Regions from separate parts of the Rattus norvegicus genome. Here region 1 is linked to region 2. The links are chromatin contacts, called in public Hi-C maps. All regions are on one chromosome and are shown on one strand. Each heading gives the region's core, a stretch centred on a gene start, on an enhancer-like site or on the middle of the called end of the contact. The rest is flanking DNA. Distances are from core to core; before and after follow the strand shown.

The links. A called contact is a pair of places that touch in the nucleus more often than the background predicts.
Region 1: a Hi-C map of the A7r5 cell line shows a contact between it and region 2, with 5 times the contacts expected there. The contact joins two enhancer-like sites. A contact is called at or near these places in 2 of 12 Hi-C or Micro-C datasets (the A7r5 cell line and the Rat2 cell line).

Annotation. Positions count from the first base shown.
Region 1 is chr17:69,995,131-70,000,967 of GRCr8, reverse strand. No RefSeq gene overlaps it. Among named protein-coding and RNA genes, the nearest start is that of Klf6, 540 kb to the right of the region's middle. Within about 2 kb of position 4,402, at least 16 of the 93 cell types and tissues checked have an H3K27ac peak or open chromatin away from gene starts, as enhancers often do. A contact at or near this core is called in the A7r5 cell line, where this site is marked.
Region 2 is chr17:69,794,374-69,800,342 of GRCr8, reverse strand. All of the region lies in intron 3 of LOC102554523 (a long non-coding RNA gene), which reads right to left. Among named protein-coding and RNA genes, the nearest start is that of Klf6, 340 kb to the right of the region's middle. Within about 2 kb of position 1,967, at least 22 of the 93 cell types and tissues checked have an H3K27ac peak or open chromatin away from gene starts, as enhancers often do. A contact at or near this core is called in the A7r5 cell line, where this site is marked.

The sequences.
Region 1 (5,837 bases), core at 3,153-5,652, 200 kb before region 2:
TTTACTCTACATCAAGGTGTGGACATCTGAAGGACTCTAGGAGTGGGAAAATTGAGAAAGACAGAAGCATGAGAATAATTAAATTGGGTCTTCAAGGTGTCAGGTATATAGGGATGAGCTACATTTCTTGCCATTCAAGAATTTTGCAGTGACAATGGAGGACCACAGAGATGTAAAGAAACATTTCAATGCGACTCTTACTTGACATTTACTTGCTGGTATTGATGTGAGGTACTCCAGATGACACTGCAACTCATTCAGATTTCTTTTTATTCTTTTTTTTTCCTTTGGAGCTGGGGACCGAACCCAGGGCCTTGTGCTTGCTAGGCAAGCGCTCTACCACTGAGCTAAATCCCCAACCCCCTTCTTTTTATTCTTGATCCAGCTGAATATGATAAGTGTTGCAGTGACCTTTAGCCCCAAGCCCAAAACCCAGACGTTGAAATCTGGGCAACATATTAAGACCCTATCTCCACAGGGAAAGGGCAAAGAGGGTGGAGAACAGAGGACAGAGAGGATGAAGAGGATAGAGACAGTGGAGAGGATGGAGTAAAGGGAGAAGATGGAGAAGGTAGAGAGGGTGCAGAGGGTGGAGAGTGTGCAGAGGTGGTTCACAAGTTCTAAGATCTTACTCTTCCTACCCAGATCCAATTATCAGTTTCCACCATCATCATTAGGTGGCTCACAACCTCCTGTAACTCCAACCCCACTATTCTATCCTCTGAAATATCATCCAAATATACATATATAGAAATAAATATTTTTTAAAAAAAGATATTTTTCCTATGTGCTACTAGTGTCTATTTCGGGTGAAGCTCTGAGTGACAAAGGATATTTAGAGATGAGCAAATGCACAGATTTTATGCAGAAAGGAGGGTAACGATTAGGTTGTTTGGTTTCTCATAATCATGCTGAAGAATTTGAGAATGTGAGTGATGAACTCAGGATGCTAAATTCTTAGGAAATGTTCTATAAAAGGAGTTCACAAATCTTGCTTGGAAAGGCATTCTTATCTCACAGCCAGAGGGTAAATACTTCTGAAAATAAAATGTCAGTTTTGGTTAGACCAATTATAGCCCACACTGAATTCCAGAGCTTAATGGGACTTTTTTTAATTAAAATTAGGGCAAGGACTATGAACTGTTTGAGTCCAGGAATTTGGGATTGGAATATATGAGCAAATTCTGGTGAAGATTTCTCTCTATGTCCACATAGAGTCCTGCCTTCTTAAAGCCTTTCCTTTGCAGCCCAATGGAGGCACAGCCTGTTCTGTCCCAGGACTTCAGTACCACTCTGTGACAAGCAACTCCCACCAATGGGAGTCCAATCAAGATTCCTGCTAGCCCTACAATTATTTTATTGCCATTGAAATCTGTAGTTAGACTCAATTGCCAACTGTGTTAGACTGTGGATCCACACCCAAGCAGCTGCATGTCTGGCCAGTTTTCATCAGCAAAAAATAGGGATAAAAATGGCGGCATATCTTTAGGGTATTGTTGGAACAAGTTGGTAAAGTTGGAGCAAGTCAACCTGGACATAGGGATAGGGATTCCTGAGTCAGTGTTTTAGCTTTGGGGATGGGGATGGCTCTAATTGGTTGTTTGGTTGATTGAACTGAGTCATAGACCCAGAGGCAACTTACCCAAACAGAAGTAGAAACATATACTAGTCCTGTTGTATAGAGAAAGACACTCAGAAGCAAAAGTGGATTTATAATAACAGAACAACTCATGGAGCTGGACAAGTCCTTACTCAATATTTCATACTTGATCATGAACCCTAATGATACAGTCCATCTTAACTAAGTGTAATTTTCCCATCAAAATGCTTTTAACATTTTTAAAATTTACATATTTATTTTTATGTAATATTTTAATTTACCCTTTGAGAATTTTATGCAAGTGGAATCATTTCTTCTGATACTTCTCCTGTTGGAGGCCTGGATCCACACATACATCCTCACAATTTCATTTTCTTGTTATGATTTTTCAATATATAAATAATCAACCCACTGAATTTGCTTTCTACCTGCACATGAATGTAAGGGCATGCACAGAAATATGGTCAATGTATCACAAATCACAGCTCTAAAGAAAGCTGCCTTTTCTTCCCCTGGCAGCCCTTTGGGTCTTTATACTTTTTAATTTCATTTTTTTAACATTTCTAAAAAATTTTTACATGCACTTTAAAATCCAGAATACAAACAAGATTGACACTTTCAAATTTTCTTAGCTAAGACAAATGAAGCTCATTTCTGTTTGTGAATTTTTCTATTGTTAAAAATAACAAATATATGTGTTTAGCCATCTTTTCAGATGGATGAGCCTTCCAAATGATAGGAGATCGATGGTAAATGTATTCATCTCTAAGCAATGCATTTAACAGCATCTGAGGATAAATATTAATGAAAAATAGTTCACTTTGCAAGCTTGACATGAGAAGTCATTAGGGATATATCTATGATAAAAATACACCACAGCCTCACTGCAGAGAAAGGGAGATGTGTGGGAAATGACTTCTGCAAAAGGGCAAAGTTCCCTGAAAAAAAAAAGAAGATAGTTCAATTTCCTCTCTCCACGCTGTCTTTTTAAAATAACATGACATACCACACATTTTGACACAACTCCACATGACTCAGGGGCCTTTCTTTAAATAAGACCAGAACACATTCGTGGAGCCTGAGTCACCTCTAACCCTTCGAACTTGGTGAAGATTACTAATCAGGACAAGCCTTCATTCCTAAGTCAGTATGGGAAAGTTCTGATTCAGGCAGTTAACCTAACATTCTGTTCTGCACTAAACAAGCTATGGGTTTTCCTTCTTCTCTTTTTTGTCTCACATTAAAAGAAAAAGAATACTCTAAAAAATGTATTTTTCTACAGTAAACAAAATCTCACCTTTTCAAACTAAGCAATGTTTATGAAGATGACTTAGAAAGGTAAAAGAAAATAACTCATTAACATAGAAAATCTATCCATGATGGGCTCCCCTTTAGGGATGTCAAGACTGAGGAAAACCATTTCCTCTGAGAAAATTAAACCAGTAGAATATTTGCTCTTCTGAGATCAGGGAGATCCTCTGGATAAAAGCCAAAGTTTAAGATTGTTCTTAGGATGGAAAGCGAAAGTCAAGAATTGAGACTATGACTCTCTGTCACACTCAGCCCTCATCCACATTGTGATGTTTTCTGGTCTCACAATCCTATCCCTAACATTAAAAGCCTGTTTCCTGTTTTAAACAAATAACTATGACGCAGGGGGTTGGGGGGAGGTGTTAATGAAATCATTGAACTTTCAGGAGGCCAGATAGGATATTTCCTTTTCTTGCCGAGCTGTCTGTAGTCTCAGTTTCCCTTATTTAAATGATAAAGACACTGTCTGTTCTCACATGTGAACAAAAATATCTGATGCATACATTGTTTGGCTTTTGTGTACATCACAGAATAAATAACAGCAAATAGAGAGCTGTGATGCCTGACTGGACTCTGAAGGCCCTCGAATTTCACTCACTGGGTATTTCCCTAGTGATGGGGATCAGTTGACAAAGAATTGTGATCACTTCCTATGAATGATGCCTTTCCCTCAATTGTATACACACCACCATTGGTAGTATTATATGTCAATCATCTTGTATCTACCTCAAGTATTCAAATCAGTCTGAACAGTGAAGGCTGGGTGGCTGCGACTGCTCTCCAACTCTGTCGTCTCATTTCCCCAATCATCACCAAAGGACCAAGAGAGAGGAAGGTTTGGGAGGAGACAGGAAGACAGAGAGACAGAGAGACAAAGGGGGGTAGGATTCAAGCTTTTAACTTCAGACATGATTTCTTTTTTCCTCACAAACACCCAATTCTTACTACCATTTAATATAGCAAAAAAAAATTTTTTTCAAAAAATAGTCATGTTTCAGGTGAGCCAAAGTTCTTCATAGGTCTGGAAGAACACATCCTGGTGGGAAATGACTGTATATTGTGTTCTTTTGAAAGGCTTGTTGACAAAAACAGATGGTGCAGGTGTCTGCTTGCAGTCACAGTTGTAGTGACCTTCCTGTAGTTAAAACAAACAGGCAAACACAGTATCTCATCTCCTGGCTCCCATTAAAAGTCTAACTTTTTGCCGTGGAAACAAACTGTTTTACAATTTTAATAGAAAAGAAGGAATCACAAGCATATAAAAGAAGGAAAGACACACACACACACACAGAGACAGAGAGAGACAGAGACAGAGAGACAGAGAGACAGCGAGTCAGAGAGAGACAGAGGCTCAACAGCTATCAGATAAATAAACAGCACAAAGACTCCTGTGGTTGTCGAGCTCAGATGCTGAAGAAAAGACTTCAGCAACACATGTCTGGCTGCTGAGACAGAGGGACTGGAACAAATCCAGGGAGACCACATCTGGGAGTGCCAGTGTGTGAATGCAGCTTAGCTGGCCTCCCACACAACAGGAATTCCACCAGAAGTATGTGCTCTGGGTGGAAGAGAGCAAAAATGTGTTCAGAATATCACTAAGGAAACCCAGATGCATTATCTCTGCCAGAGTTCAGAAGACAGTGGAGGCCATAAATGCCTCCCGGACTAAAGCAGACAGTATACTTTAATGACACGGGTGAAGCTGGGAATAGGAAAGAAGGAACTAGAAATACCTCAGTGTACTAAGAAGAATGAGAGGCTTTAAAGCATCAGGACATGTTTCCGGCGCTTTCAAGAAAATAATAATGTCTGTGGCATTTTGCAGGCAAAGAATGATCAAATTAAAGACATTTTTGTCCTCGTGCTCCAGGTTGTGGCTATCGTAAGTTCACCTTTAAAATATCAAGGCAGTTGTTCCTCCTGTTTTTGCTTCTCTATAACAGGTTGTTTTCATAACCAACAGAAAATTTTCAGAATACATTTTGGTCCAAAAAATATATCTGATCTTACCATTATGAAAGTCTGTTTTTGGCCTCCAAATGTACCTTGTAAGAAGACACATGTTTAGACTATCATGTGTGTGTGTGTGTTTGCAGAGCTTTGATTTTTAAAATGTGACTCAGTAACTTAGATCTGCTTCCAGCAAAATGACTGTGGTAGTTTGAATATGCTTGGCCCGAGGCAGGGGGCACTATTGGGAGGTGTGGCCTTGTGGGAGGAGGTACGTCACTTTGGGCATGGACTTTATAACCCTTCTCCTGACTATGTGGGAGTCAGTCGTCTCCTACTGGCCTGTAGATAAAGATGTAGAACTCTCAATTCCTCCTACACCGTGCCTGCCTAGACACTGCCATGCTCCTGTCTTGATGATAATGGACTAAACCTCCAAACCTGTAAACCAGCCCCAATTAAATATTGTCCTTGTAAGACTTGCCTTGGTCATGGTGCCTGTTTACAGTAGTAAAACTCTAAGACAATGACTTACATAATTGTACAGAGTTCTTCAGGAATTGGGTATGTATATGTGCATGCATGTGTGTGTGTGTGTGTGTGTGTGTGTGTGTGTGTGTGTGTGTGTGTGTGTGCGCGCACGCGTGCGCGCACATTTGGGCGGTGCACTCACATGCACCCTTTGCTTACTTTCCTTTCTCATTAGACGCTGCCCTTTTTGAAATAGAGTTTCTTACTGAAACTGGAGTTTATCCTCTGGTCTAGGCTAGCTTGACCAGTGAACTCTCTAAGGAGTGGAGTTACAGACTTGTATCTTTGCATTGGTGGTGGGGATGGGCCTAACATGCACATATCAAGCACAACTAATTGCCCATTCACCAACCTGTGTGAAAGTTTTACCATGACTAAATGAGTATGTTAAAATGATAATGGACCATCCTCTCCTTTCTTGAATCTTGTGGCAAAATTTATGATT
Region 2 (5,969 bases), core at 718-3,217:
CAAAACACAGAAGAAGATGCCTGAACTTTATCGTGTTTCAGCACCTAGCCTTTCTCAGAACACTGTCTGTGGAATTATAGCTTCATCCCTTGTGTGTGTTTGGGTGTGATTTATATATGTGTATGTGTACACACAGATGTATGAATGTGTATGTCTGGAGGCTGGGGGATCAACCTGGGGTGTCACTACACAAATGCCATCCACCTTGTTGAGTTTTTTCCTGCAGGGAGGGTTATTCATTGTCCTAGAGTTTGTTAATTAAAGCCACACTGGCTCCAGAAAGCCTCAGAGATCCGCCTGTGTCTTACTAGATTCTTACAATCTAGTCATCAATTCAAATATAAACTCTGAATACGAAAATGAGAATCTTGATCTACAGCCTTGTAGTTTAAACTATTTTCTAGTAAGTGATACATCAGAAAAAGGAAAATGAGATTTTTCATAGAAAGAATTGTGGATGAATCAAGTAAGGTTCTGAAAATGTAAATTTTCCCATCTTAATGCTTTATATGTGCTAGACTTTTACAAGTATTCTGATTATTAATGTTTAGTACTTTAGCATAACAAGGAATGTTCCTAATAGAATTGAAAATGCAAACACCTTCCATCTTGAAGGATAGGCTGTTTACCAGCATAATAGCAAAGCAATTAAAAGATGCCAGGAGCCAAACCTGGTGACCTCACTTCAAACACCAGTACTCAGTAAGGAAGGATATAATTGACTTTACATAACTATCCCTTGATCTCCACGCGTATTCTCTCTCTCTCTCTCTCTCTCTCTCTCTCTCTCTCTCTCTCACACACACACACACACACACACACACACACACACACACACAAACACACACAGAGTTTATATTTATCATTGTTCTGTATAACAAAATATTAAGCACTCATTTTTTCTGATATATGGGAGATTATGGATCAGGTAAAACTTAACGAAGATGATCATGGCACTGTCTAAAACTGACTTCATCTCATTGAATCAAATGCCCTTGAGCATATCAATTTATATCTCTGAATTTACCTGTCAGTAAAATGGGGATAAAATTATGCATCTTACTACTTTATATCATAAATTATATAAAATATAAAAAAACAGACTTCTCTGATCTGGCTAGTATTCTTGTGTAGTTGTAGGTTGAGGATCTAATTCTTAGTATATCAGAGCATGACCTAACGTGAAGACAGAAAGACAGAGAGCTAATGAAGATTTGCTTTTAAAGGCAATACATTTTTATTAAAAGGAGGTTGGGATGCAGTTGTACATAGAGGGATGACCAGATAAGAACAGAAGGAAAAGACCGCAATGCGCATGCCAAAAGAGATACCTTGCTCATGGCTAATCTGGTACTTACAGCCTCGAGAATTGTGAGAAGTTTATGTTGTTGAAGTATCTCAATCTGGGCTTTTTTTTTTTAGACCACATTGGAAAATTAGTATATAGCTATATGAGACTAGGTACTCTGCAGTTTTCAAAGGCTGCTTTAATAATTATCAGCAGTTCCTCCTGGGGAGCAAAGGACGATGGGTAAAGCAGAAATTAGACTTTGCCACTGAGCTCGTCACTAACTCTCCTTACCTCCTGCTCATTCTATTGCCTCAAACAGAGTCTCCTTTAACTTCCTTGTGTCTACGGATGTTTTATTATTGTTACCTCCAGGTATTTTTCATCAGTGTTCACTTTTTAATAGGAGGAAGAAAATAGAAATGTAAAACGAAGTATGAGTTTACAAATTATGCAAGATTCTGAGCCAATAGATTAAGAAATCAACAATATCAACAAAGTATAAACAAGCATGGGAGAAATTAAAACGAAACTGGGCTGTCACAGAAACCAGTTTATAGACCTCGGTAAACGATTTTACAGGAAGGAACTTTCGCTCACGCAGCCACACATTAAGCAGTTATGATCGGCCTGTAAACTTTCCAGTTCTATGACTCAGAGCTTAGGACCTCAAGGGAAGTGGCAAAATAAAACACCGCCCAAGAACTAACCAGGCCGAATACTGCTTAACATTCAGGCCAGATGCATTCAGGGTGCTAAAACCATTGACTTCTGAGCTCTGTTTATAATATTCCAACAGAGACAAGTACTATACTATGAGTGTCCAAATTCAAAGACCAAGAACTGCTTCTCTGTTTGACTCCAAGGACGAACCTGATAGGAGTCATGAAGAAATAGAGGCAAGACAGATGCATGAAAAGAAAGCTGGGATTGTAAAGACCAGGTTCTCTGGGAAATCACCACACCCCACAAGCACAGCATGTATAGAGTAGAACAGAAAGACAATGTGACTGCATACAACTGATCAAGGCAGGTTTATTTCAGTACAGAAAAGCTAGTTTTAGGTGCTCAGCTGATGTGAGGAGAGAGATTTAGCTAAGCTTGGTTGGAGCAGTGTTTGGAGAGGACCAGTCTTTAGGCTGAAAATATTTGCAAGACGAAAGCTGTGGTGGACATTTTCTCCACATGTATCAGCATACCACATGGACCACAAGGTGCCGAGCCCAGTGTAGCCCTGATGGGGACGGAGTAATTTGGTGACATTGTTCTTGCTTTTGGGACAGGGCCCTGGTGTGAGCCTCCAAGAGTGTTGATCACTACCGTGGGCATAAGGCTTGTTTGTGGAATAATGTTCTTATTTCACATTTCTCTGAGGAAGGTCCTTCCTGTTAATGGTATTGACTCCATGATAATCAAATAGCAGGAGTCCAAGAGGTGTGGCTAATGTCTCAGCAAAATGGGCAACCCTTAAGGCTATGGGGAAGAGCTCTAGATACATGAGTTCAAAAATATTTTTTCCACTATGCAAATATGCAATATGAATTATGAAGGGCTTCACGAATCTAAAGGAACAAAGGCAGCTGCATTAATGAACCAACTGGTCAGAAAGAAACAAAGGCAGGCGGATTCCTGAGTTAAAGGTCAGCCTGGCACACAATAAGGTTAGGCCCAGGTGTGGTAGAAATGGTGATTTCAGGGCAGAGACCCGCCCAAGTAGTTTATCCTTTGTCCTTAACAAAGGTAGACAGATCTATGAATTCTTTTACCAAGTTAAGAAAAAAAAATGTTTGCTTGCTATCTTCAGAATCAAAGAGCTAGGGTCAGGGGGTACTGACTTATAAGATAATCTGAAGGAAGCCTGGAGGAAATGACTGAATTGATATGGAAAATAAAAGAATGGATCTGTGTTCTGCAGGAGATGAGCTACCCAGTGAATTTTTTAGGATAAAAAAGAGAACTGCTTGGAGAACTGACAGACACGGAGACACACATGCCCACACACAGACACCAAGACAGAAGCACACACACAAAAGGAAGCAGGGCATAGACAGACAGATCTCTTAGAATAGCAAGCAAGCAGAATATAGACAGAGAGATCTCCAGAGAGAAAGCAGAACACTGAAGCAGACTGGAAAACCTTTATCAAGCAGAAGACAGGTCTTCAGCTTGAACCCGCAATTTGCCTTTGAATCCTTCCTTTTGCTGTTCCCCGACACCCTGTACTGGCTGGTTTTGTGTGTCAACTTGAGTTATCACAGAGAAAGGAGCCTCCTTTGAGGAAATGCCTCCATGAGATCCAGCTGCAAGGCATTTTCTCAATTAGTGATCAAGGGGGATGACCCAGCCCATTGTGGGTGGTGCCATCTCTGGGCTGGTAGTCTTGGGTGCTCTAAAAAAGCAAGCTGAGCAAGCCAAGGGAAACAATTCAGTAAGCAGCACCTCTCCATGGCCCCTCCATTAGCAACTGCTCCAATTTCCTGCCCTGTGTGAGTTCCTGTCCTGACTTCCTTTGGTGATGAACAGCAATGCAGAAGTGTAAGTTGAATAAACCCTTTCCTCCCCAACTTGCTTCTTGGTCATGGTGTTTTGAGCAAAAATTCAAACCCTGAATAAGACACACCCCATCTCTCAGAATCCCTCTCCATTCTGAGGCTGGTGCTTGGAAACCAGGGAAGACTGTCATTTCCCTGTGACACTGGGGTTTTGGTGTCTTTTGCCTGGCTCTGCCCATATCAATGATATCCATTCACCAAAGATTGCACACACTCAAGGCTTCCTTCCTCCCCACAAGAATTGAACAAGGAAGTATGAATTTAGACCAGGACAGATCTCTTTTAACTTCAGTCTATGGTGCTCAACTTCTATGAGAAACAGACAAACTAATTATTAACCCATTTCCAAACTAGAAAAGTATATATAAATATAAAATATAACTGCCATTAGTACCTGAGACTTCATTAAAACTTTCATATCTCACATGATTATACCACCCTAACACTTTATAATAGAGAGGCAGTCCCTGCATTTAGAAAAGGTAATTCACAAGAAATACATTTGTCTTATTAAAAGTATAGAGTGTATATATAAATATCATAAACATATTTACATATACATGCATACACAAATTTATTTCTTTAGAAGAAAGAATGTATGTTCGTATACATGAATGTTCACCTATTTGCTATAAGATTATTTGGAACAATATCCTCTGCATAGCCCAAGGTGACCTTGAACATTTGGTCCTCTTCAGCCTCTCAGTTGCTCAGCTTATAGTTTTAAGTTCAAACCGACAGTATTATTTTTTTTTTTAAAATCTAGGATACAATCTAAGATCTCATACTAAACAGCATTAGAGAACATTCATGTACTGATCTGACGGTAGTGCTTAGTTAATTCATGTACGCAAAACGAGTGATATGAGTGGATAAAAACTTGAGCATATCTGTTACAGAATACTCGATAGTAAAAAATTTAATATTACTATTGGTGTTGTGTCTCTTAATGCTCTTCTGAGGAATAGTTTTATTACTTGTTCATTGAGAATAATGACTCCTCCAGGTTGTTTGGAGATATAAATAAATAACACACGTACAGTGTACAGTTCAGTGTCCTGCACACAGTAAGACTGATAGAAGCACACTTTCTCCTTGCCCCATTTTTCTTCCCACTAGGAAGCTGCAAGCCTCTTTTCCAAGTTCTGCAAAGGGAAGCACACTTCACTGTTCCTATTTGACTTTCCCGCCTTCTCAAATTCATCATCCAATTTCCCCAGCATGCTAACTAATGATTGTACATAGATAACTACTTTTAAATCAATTATAATCAAATACAAATTAGCAGCTAAGTTTCTTGTGTCTACCAACTGGAAAGCATAGAAATGGATTTTTTCTTTTCTGAAGGCAACCATTCTAGGCAGTCTGGCTTTTTGTAAGGAGAGAACTTCTAGGTTGATCATTCAATTAAGTTGTTTTTATTGCACAACTGGCTCTTCTGCCTGGATCATCAGGACATCCTCGTATAACTTTCTAGAATATTGTTATTCAATAATTTTCATTAGAAGTGTCTGTCTGGATTATACGGCAATCACCTGAAATTCAATTTTAGTCAACTTGGACTTATGTACACCAAAATCTTTCATTCCAGCTACATTGCTGACACACAGGAGGGAGAAGGCCATAGGTGACTAGCCTGCTTCCCCAAGTCCTGTGCATGCAATCAGCGAAGTAATGTGTTTGCTTCTGAACAGCCAGTCAAGTGGGAAACTACACTGAGGCCAGTTCAGACAAAAACAAAGCTAAAGATTGGGCAAGAAACTACTTCCAAAGATAACTGAAGAAACTCTGAGATTCTGATCTCAGACAGGGATTGTAGAAGGCATAAAGTTCTTTAGAAAAACGTAACAAAAATTAACCAAAGGAGAAAGAAAACTTGTTATAGCTAAAATCCTAATGTTGGAGAATTACTAGAGGGACTTTCTGAAGTACTGAAAGGAGCCTTTATTTAGAGATTTGATTATTTGAATGCCTATAGTTCCTAAAATATGACTCTTAGGGGAAAAAGCTATTAAGGTGATTTTTTTTTAACTAAACTAAAGCGTTAACTCAATGAAAGGTTCAGAAAATAACCATGAAAAAGGAGAGACTGTGGCTGTCCAAGGAATGGCAGGTCTGTAAACATTTCT